2 separate regions of the Mus musculus genome follow, and region 2 is linked to region 1. Evidence: chromatin contacts called from public Hi-C data. All regions are on one chromosome and are shown on one strand. The core of a region is the stretch at or near the end of the contact, and the rest is flanking DNA. Distances in the headings are between cores, read along the strand shown.

The links. Hi-C and Micro-C count contacts between places; a contact is called where the count stands out from the background.
Region 2: a Hi-C map of the N1E-115 cell line shows a contact between it and region 1, with 2.5 times the contacts expected there. The contact joins the enhancer-like site here to the promoter of Plppr5 in region 1. A contact is called at or near these places in 1 of 39 promoter capture datasets (hippocampal neurons), 2 of 484 Hi-C or Micro-C datasets (the N1E-115 cell line and cerebral cortex), 1 of 115 datasets of contacts at active chromatin or transcription factors (neural progenitor cells) and 2 of 9 other capture datasets (adipose tissue and liver).

The regions. Positions count from the first base shown.
Region 1 is chr3:117,573,340-117,577,972 of GRCm38.p6, reverse strand. It overlaps Plppr5 (phospholipid phosphatase related 5), which reads right to left and starts at 2,746. Exons shown (of 6, transcript NM_029425.3): 1 at 2,041-2,746. The coding sequence starts at 2,277.
Region 2 is chr3:117,750,475-117,755,558 of GRCm38.p6, reverse strand. No RefSeq gene overlaps it. Among named protein-coding and RNA genes, the nearest start is that of Gm52614, 100 kb to the left of the region's middle. Within about 2 kb of position 3,053, at least 17 of the 459 cell types and tissues checked have an H3K27ac peak or open chromatin away from gene starts, as enhancers often do. A contact at or near this core is called in the N1E-115 cell line, where this site is marked.

The DNA.
Region 1 (4,633 bases), core at 1,497-3,996:
TCCTGAAAGGCTGTTCCTTCCATGCACGTGACTGAAACAGCTCAGTTCCACTCAGTGGTTAGCTCCCTTCCCCTTCTTAGGTTCTCCCTAGGTCTCCTCTAAGCGAGGAATCACCAAAATCTTGGACCAATGTGCCCTCAACTCTAAACTGGCACCTGCCACCAAGGATAGTTGGTTCGAGACTCACAAGCACTATCTCATTGAAGACACTGAATGGCCATTACCGAAATAAAAGTCACAGAATTTACTGATTGTGGTTGCAAATAAATCAATGACCCCAAAGCAGTAGGCATTTTCCTTTAAAAAAAAAATCAAAAAAAAAAAATCTCTGAGCTATTTAGTCTCCTAGAAAGCATGTGCCTGAAAACACAGAAGCTGCAGAGGCAAAAGTCCCCAGAAACTAGGCCAGCTTTTGCTCTGGCAACTTTTCAAACTGGGAGGGAGAGAACTGGAGCTTGAAACTGCATTGAGGATTTCTGACACATTTTAGCAAATCCAGTGTCAAAAACAATAACAAAGTAAAGGCTTTTGAGGACAAGGAAGTCTTAACACCGCCCCCCCCCAACCATCACCCTCAAGCTGAGGTTGAAATCATTCTGTGTATGAGAAACAGAGTTACTTAGAAGCTAGCAAGAACTTGCTCGCTTTGTTTATATTATTCCAGTTTTGTGGTAAGAACTTTTCATTTTGAAATTTCTTAAATCACTTCCCTGACTAGGGGAGAAAAGACTTTTAAGAATGAATGAAGCCGATACACTTATCGGGATTCCCCAGTTCAGCTATGGAAAATAAAAGCCCAAGTTCCCTTGCCTTCCCTTTCATTCTCTAACTTCACTTCCTATTCCTTCTGTGGTGAGTGGGAGAGAGGGAAGAAAGAAAGAAGATGGAGCATCATGGGAAGGGAACCTCAGATATTTTGTCAATGTAAAGGAACCGTAGTGAGGTTGGTCTCCAAAGAAACATCACTCATCTGCCACCAAGAAACAAAACAAAACAAAAAACAAAACAAAACAAAACAAAATCTTTGGATTGTGTTCATATATGTATATTGTGATGTAATTATTAGCTCAAGAGTTACATCCCCTGTGTGTGAGACCATTCTATATAGTCTTACATAGTCTTGTCATGTCTCTGTCTCTTTCTCTGCCTCTCCCTCTCTCCCTCTCTCTGTCTTTCTGTCTCTCTCTTTGTCTCTGCCTCTCTGTTTCTCCCTGTCTCACCACACATGCACACACACACACACACACACACACACACACACACACACACACACTAGGAAAGGAGAGAGTGAGAGAGAGAGGCAGAAAGACCTACAGGCAGAGAAGAGGGAGGAGAGAAACTTTAAATCCAGCGAGGAAGAGAGGACGTGCTAGTGCTAGTGCTAGTGTAGTCCAAGGAGAGGATAGCCTTTAAATAAATCTAAAGTGCTCTTGTGCTGCAGGTTCCTCTGCTCCTGCTTTTCAGCAAAGTCCTGTTGCTGAGGCTTCTTCTTTTACAGATGCCCAAAGACATTTTTAGATACTTGTGAGCCGATCTTCGGCCTAATGCATCAGACTCTTTTCATCAGGAAGGAAAGGAGGCAGATAAAACAGGAGCATGTACCCCAGCCTCAGCTGACTGGGGTCACTTCCCCATCCCAGCATCTGATTCCTTTACCCCACCCCAAGCTGCTGCTTCCCTTCCTACCAAAATTCAGAACCAAGACCCGTTAGACAGGACCACAGAAGGGACCAAGTCTATTTGTTTCAGAGGCTCACTCCCTTCCTATCTCTGCCACCCACCCTACACCTTCTGCAGGTCTATTCCCCGTCTTTGAGCCACCCAGCCTGCAGGCTCAAGCAGAGGGTGCAGGGGTGGTTTGGAGAGACAGGGGTGCTTTCTTCTCACCCACCCCCATGCTCCCCAGAAGAATGTCCTCTGGGGGAAGAGGACTGCCACCAAGTTAGAGGAACTTAGATGGTGAAGGCTGGTATTGCCTGGTCCTCCCGGCTGAGTCTCAACCTGCTGAAGGCAAGAGAGGGCTAGCAGCCCGGAGCTTACCACAAGCACCGGGACGCCAGCGGCCAGCGAGTAGAGGAGCACCGGGGGCACCGCGCTGCTGTCCTCTGGGCCCGGGTAGGGCTTACGGTAGGCGCTGTCGTGGCAGAAGAATCCCTGCACGTTCACAGTGAACGTGTCTGTGTATTCGAAGTAGTAAGCCAGCATCACCGTCCCTGCCATGATCACCATCTGGAAATAGAGCATGCTGCTGATGAGCGCCACGGGCAGCAGGGGCATGCACGCCTCCTGGCCAAGCCGAGCCGAGCGGGCGGTCGACGCGCCACAGGCCCCCTCCGGGCTCCGCCGAGGCACAGCCACCGGGGGCGCGGCGGCGGGGGCGGCGGCAGGCCGAGGTGGCGCGAGGCGGAGGCTGGCAGCCGCCGAGGCAGAGGCGGAGGATGCGACTGGGCTTCGGGATGCGCGGGCAGGATGCAGAGGAGGAGGCTACCCCCGGACGAGTCCCATCTGCCCTGCCCGCCCCCTGCCCGCTGCAAGCGCCGCCTGCCCGGCCGCGGGGTCGCGCGCAAGGGCGGGGAGTCCCCAGCCCCAGCTCGGGAGCATCCGCGACACCGCGGCACTGTGGTCAAGCCCTCGGACCGGCCCGAGGCAAGCGGCGTCGGTGGCACCTCGTCCCCTCGGAGGGCGGGCGGATGTTGTATAGCTGGAGCAGCTGCCTGGAGAGGGTAAAATTCCAAATCTGAAGGGGAGGGGAGGCAGCAGAGATGGAGCTTCTAGAAACTCCCTTTCGAGTCACCAGCTGGGCTGTTTCAGACCTCCCGCACAGCGCCTGGGAAGAAGGTGCGGGGACACATCTTCAGAGCGCAAAGCCCACCGGAACGCAAAGTGTCCGGGTGGCGCCGCCGAATTGCAGTCTCTGTCTCTGCTCACAGCACTGCCTGGACTCTGTGACCCCTCCAGCGCTGGAGAGCAGCCAGAGCAGTGTGGCTTCCAAGGCGATGACAGAAATTATCTCAGAGGATTTTAGATTCTGGGTGGCTTTGCCTCCCTTCCAGTTTCCCAAGGCTTTGTAAGTAAATCAACAGATTCAAGGTTCCTAGCTTTAGAGGCATCATCTTGGGCAAACCGGCTCTTTCCTGGTTGGTTCCACGTATAGCCTTTCTCATCTTCACAGTCTCCTCTGATTAGCTGCTTGGGAGATGAGGCATTGCAGATTCTTGGGACCCAGGGGTACCAGTCACCAAGGACAGGGAAAGAACTATGTGCCTCATCTTGCTATTTCCAGAGTTCAGGGAATTGCAGGGATTCCTCTGAGGTCAGAAGACCCACACAGAGTCATAGCACAAGCACACACAATGCAGTCTTACGTAGATGTCCACGCGTGTGCGTGGATATTTAAGTAGCTTAGGAGCTATATGTATGCAGAGCCCATCCTGCAATGACTCGTAAGCTCTGCACCCAAGCAATATCTTCAAGTTACCCTGACCCTGCTCACACCAGGCAGAGAAAAAAGCATGTGCAGAAGATAAGGAGAGAAAAATAACCTTAAGAGCTCTGCTCTTTTCCTTAGAATCTGGAATTACTTACCAGGATTTCTGGGATGTTCATACATCTAATAGGCTGTAACATGGTGGCTTTTGGAGGTGGGCCTTTATCAACAAGAAAATACAACATAAACCCAAAACGACAGTTTTGATTAGGCAAATCACTGATTTTGAGGATGGGATGGTAACAGCACTGAATTTCTTGAATATTAAATAGGTGTGAGATGGGCCACCATGTAATCAAGAATATCATTTAACAACTAATTATTTCAGAGCACTCTTAGTGATGTGTGTGGCAGGCAACTTTGGCCGGTAGAAGTAATGTATGTGAGTGAGCTACCACTGTATGAAAATGTGGCCACTCGAAAGATTCAGGATGTAAGACTTCAGGAACTAAGACTAAGAACAGGAACAAAGAGCATAGCCATGGGCAGGCAAAGACTGGGTATTTGTGAGTTATGTGGCAAATGAAAAGTGAGTGAATAGACTCTCCCGGTTCAACTTTGAGAACCCAAGGTACTTTCTGGAAAGATACAGAATATCCAATCCTGGCTCCTTTAAGATTGTTAGCAACTAGCTTCTCTGTTACTGAAGCAGCCTTCTAATGGACAAGGGTTAGAGCTGAAGTAATCGTGAGATTTTATTTTGAGGATCCTGTGTAGTTGGGGGGAGAGGGGGAGATTGAGGATTGCCTGTCTTCCAAAGAAGATATGAACATGTAAAATAGTAAATCCTTATTTCTATGTTTTTTTTCAGCAACTAACATACAAAATCCAGATATTTTCCTGAGATTTTAGAATCGTATGTAGAAAGAAAACCACAAATAAACAGAAAACCCAGGAAAGAACTTTACCTTCCATACATAGCAGGATTTGTGAACTGTGAAGAACACAAGAGGTTACACGTGGGGCTAAGTAGGGACCACTCTTGAAAATAAAGTGTTCCTCCTTTAAACAACAAAGCCCAGGTTTATATTGCCAGACTTGAGGGAGTGATGTTTGAGGAGATTCGGGACTGAAAAGTGAGATGACTTCACTCTAATGAAGAATCTTAAATATTAGCATATATATTGATGGAAATGCTCCTGAGAC
Region 2 (5,084 bases), core at 1,804-4,303, 180 kb before region 1:
CAAGTACTAGAAAGTCCTGATCAGCTTACAAGCACATGTTCCCATTGCTTTTTTCTGAGGCGTTGTATTAATGAGCTACGGGAAAAGATATATAACTGCTCCTCATTTATACCTTGCTAGGTGGCCTTGGTTTCCATGTTGAGGGGTCCTATATTTTATTGTACTCATTCTTTTCCCAATCTGTGATGGTTCAAACCATGTATTATAGCTTAGTTTACACAGGACTTTCCTAAATGTTCTCAGAATATTTCTCCTAATGTGAGGTTAAAGTTATTAATAGTAGGAATTGATACCAATCAATATAGAAGAGAATAAGTTGCTTTCCATTTAAAGTTCCAGTAAGGCTCTGGGAAGACATTTGTGGTGTCTGTGTCATGTTATTTGTATATACTTTAAAAATCAAAATATAACTCTGACCCTATTGAGTAGGCACCATGAGCCATGTCTATCTCCCGAACAGACAGTTATGAACAAGATGTTATTGTCTCCAAAGGATATAGACAATGACTACATTATTTCTTTGAAAAAAGAAAACAAATATCAGGAACCTGGAACAAACCAAATCCTTGTTGAGCTGGAATTAAAATCTAGACCATTTCCAATCCTCTGCTTTGAGTTTATCACTGTCTCTTGTGAGTTCAGAATCTCAGTTTAGCTTCTGTTTGCATTTTCTAGTCACCAAGAATGTGAATCTTGTATAGTTTTTTAATCCAACGTGAAGGTATTTTCATCCAATGTGATGGTTCTCTTCATAAATAATCATCGAAGGTGGAGTCTTAAGTTATTGCAAACTGCTCCTTTCTGGTGACCAGAGATGGTTCACACATGGAAACTATTAATCAAACAGCAAGTATCATTTCATTATTGAGAAGCCAAAAGTCTGAAATGGGTGTAAAATCTTATCATTTGTTCACTGTGTTTGCCCACTTCTTTGAGATTCCAGAGGCTAGTCTTTACATAAGTGCCTTCTGAGTGATATACTTCATTTCTAAGAATTCAGGACTGTACTCCCTCTGCTCCAAGGGTGGCATTTTGGTTTACAGACGTGTTGAGAAAGCTCTGCTTCTGCAAATTCATACTGGTAGGAGACATGAATATTTCAAGATCATATTCAGATTGTCTTCGGGGGAAATTGTAATCTGGATCCCACAGCTGTTGCTAAGTGAACCAGTGGGGTTGTTTTTCCTTTAGCTAAACCAGTAGGGGGTTCCCAAAACCTGTCTCTACTGCTAGATACTCTCTGCATTTTTATTACTCTCTATAACTTCAACAACTGTGTTTGCAAATGCATGGTTTTTAAAATCCACTTATAAATTATTTATGTCTTCATCAACTAGGAATCATGCTTATTCATAGATTCTGTGGGGGAAAATAAAGAGTATTTGGACAGTACTAGCTTTTTAAAATAATTTTGCAAGAGACAATGTTAAGAAGGCTAACTTTTCTAAATAGTGTTAGAGGGTCTAGGATGGTTTCATAAAATGCACTGTGCAAACATGCTCCCAAATGTTAGAACAGGATCCCTGTTTTAACCTGCCTCACTTTTTTTGTGTGATGCTCCTTTAACACTTGAATCTAGACCTCAAGGCTGACAGGTCCTATGGCTGTGAGGAGTTGTGAGCTATGGAAGGCAGAACGCATCATATTTTAAGGGAGATAATTTTCTAAAATTGGACAGGCAATGAAGAACAAATATTTAGTGCCAAATAACCACTACGTACCTGTTAACAAAACACTTATTTGCATATAGTAGGGTCTGCAAATATTTGACAGTCTCTTGGTATTTGGGGGTTTTGTTTTAAGGAATTCTCGTGATTTGTTTGTTTATAATACTTTTGAATGACACATGAGCATGGAGGTATATTAGCAATATACTGGTATATGTTATAAGTATACCTGCCAGCCACTTTAATTTTCATAGTACTTGCTTTAGGAAGAGATAGACACATGAAGCATTGCCCTAATGATAGTCTCAATATAAGCTGAGAAGAGACATTGGACTTTTCAGCTATAGTCTTATCATTTTGACCTATTTGGTAAACGTACTGCTTTGTGTGTGTGTGTGTTCGTGTGTGTGTGTGTGTGTGTGTGTGTGTGTGTGTGTGTGTGTGTGTTCGTGTGTGTGTGTGTGTGTGTTCGTGTGTGTGTGTGTGTGTGTGTGTGTGTTCGTGTGTGTGTGTGTGTGTTCGTGTGTGTGTGTGTGTGTGTGTGTGTGTGTGTGTGTGTAGGTCAAACGTCAATGTCAGGTGCCTTATTCTCTATCTTTGCAGCTTATTTTTTGAAAACAATCTTGTACTAAACCAGAAGCTCACTGATCGGCTAAGCTAACTAAGCGCCAAGCCTCGGGTGTCCTTCTTCCTCCGGCGTCCTAATGATAGGCTCCCTGGAGCACGTTATAATCCTTGGCTTTGTACATGGGTGCTGGGGATGTGGACTCAGGTCTCAGTGCTCGCACCACAGCACTTTATCAAGTAAACCTTCTCCACCCGTAGTTCTGATGACTTCTCATTGCTAAAATGCACGTTGCTTTACCCTTCTGTTGAATAATGGCACAAGAATGAATTCCTGGTTAAAACTTCCCTGTGCTCTAAAAGGTTGTGTTCTATGCTTTTAAGTACTCAGAGTAGAGCTCGTGGAAGAAAATGAATCATTTATTTCAGTAGCAATGTCTTTTCTCTGTCGAGCTCTGAATGGTTTTTTGTTGTTGTTGGTGGTGGTGGTGGTGGTTTTGTGTGTGTGTGTGTGTGTGTGAAGAGGATGTAGAAGAGCAGCTTGGAGAGTGTGGCAGTCATTATATGCTCTACAAAGGCTACAATATTGTGGACCTATGTAGCAATATCCCCAATATTTCTGGTGTTTTAATTCAGATTAGACTGGGCTCTTATCAGCTTAATAACAGACTGAATGTAACTGCAATAGCACACACTGTAACATCTTATCCAGAGCATCTTATCTCTTCTCAGCCTGCAATAAGACAGGGACAGGACTCCATGCAAACCTTAATCACAGGGCGGATGAACCAGCAGCAAATGGATGTTCTGCTGTGAGATGTTCTGTTCCGGAGAAAGATGCAATCAGCTCAAGCTGCTTCGGAGTAATGTTTCAGATTGCGGTCTTGTAAACAGGCCTGAAAATAGCCAGGCTTTTTTTTTCCCCCTAAGACTGTAAATTCCTGTAATTAAGATATGCTTCAAAAATTAACCCTAAAAGAATAAGGCTTGGTGGATGGAATGGCTTTCTGTGCTGAATTGCTAGTGGGAGGAACAGAGCACTCTGTTCTCAGGAGGAAGCAGGTTATTAGAGCAACCGCATCTAAATGCTGTGTGTCAGAAATGAGAGGAAAATGGAGTTTCCTTGGTGCTGAAAAACCATATAATTATCTGGGACAACAAGCATTGATACTTATTGTAGTGGGATGCAAGGAAAATACTGAAAAACAAGACTCCTGGTGTCTCTGCTCCACATCTGCCCAATTAATTTGGGGGTAATTTTATCATTTTAATCTACATGAAGCTCCTCCCGGTTGCAAGAGTGCCCCAGTGTATTCCAGATGTCAGGCCTTTAATGGGGCCTCTGAACTTCAGGGTGGGTTTGAATGCAGGTGTTTAATGCCTGCCAGACCTCTAGACAAATCCACAAGGGAATGATTCCTGGTTTGCAAGAGATGCAGAAGACTCCAGCCTCAGTAAATGTTAAGGTTAACTCCAGCCACTAGGAGGAGCTGGGAGCTCCTCCAGCCACCGCTTTACATGATTCACCTGAGGATGGTCTGGGAAAAGAAACAAATTGAAGTACTGGGAGGTTGAGGAATTAGAACTCTGGAAGACAGGATTAAGCTTGTGACAGGTAGGGCCAGTGATAGTGTCCATTGCTTAACAGGGGATGGCTAGACTCTAGGGATTAGCGTGGGACAAAATAACAAATTTCTACTAAGTTTTGTTTTCCACACCTTTGGCGTTAAAATAGCATCAGTAATTGTTCTAAAGCTTTATGAAAATAGAGACAAAATAATCCACAACGCTTGGCTTCATACACGGGTGCTGGAAATTTGAGCTGAGGTCCCTGATGCTTGCCCTACAGAACTTTATCAAGTGAATCTTCTCCTCCCTCTAGTTCCAACTGTCCCTAAGTCATGTTGCTTTGCCTCTCTCTTGACTAATGACATGAGAATGAACTCATAGTTTAAAAAAGTTAGCTTCATGCCTAGCATAACATTTAAAACTGTCCTATATGTGTATGTGTGTGCATAATTGTGTGCTTATGTGTGTGCAACATAAAGAAGTTCAAATTATTGACGTATCAGATTATATGTGTGTGTGTATGTGTGTATAGGTATATGTGTATGTATATATGTATAAGCTGAAATTCTTTTAGTTGCATACTCTGTCTCTTATCATCCCCTACTGCACGCCTTCCAGGAATTAGACCTCTGGTTTTGATTCTTGGACTTTGCTTTTCCTTAGAGAAGTGGTTCAGTCAAATGTTTGAAGCACGGGTCTAGAGATTTACAGTCCCATCTCACAGTCCAAATTCTCACATTTACAATGCTGTGACCTTGGTAAATTTCCTTAACTTCATCACACTCCATCTGCATAATCTCTTGGCGAGTAGAGCTCTGTTCTTCACGTATATTTTGTTTTACATTTTTGTCAGCTTCATACATGTATGCAGTCTACTGTGCCCATACTCACACCCCTTGCATCCATGTTCCGTTCTGCTGGCTCCCTCCATCCCGTTGGTCTCAGTTACCACATAGTTGTTAGGAGGTTCTCCGTTGAGTGATTGAAGTGAGTGGTGTCAGTTATGGATTACTAGGCTTCTTACAACAAATCTTTAAACACCCCTCCAAAGCTTATGCACTTCTTCTTCTCTTAATTTCAAAAGTGCAGAAGTCCCTTATTAAGAAAAATTTCCCCCAGGAGACAAGTACATTTAATATTTTCCCTGAACTCATGCTTGTTCTTTTATTCTGATGATCAGCCAACCTCAGTCATTTAAGTCTACACTGTCTATTGTAGGCACGTGATCTTTATTACTGTGTTAAAAAGCCTTACGATGGTGGTGCACAAAAGTAGACACACACA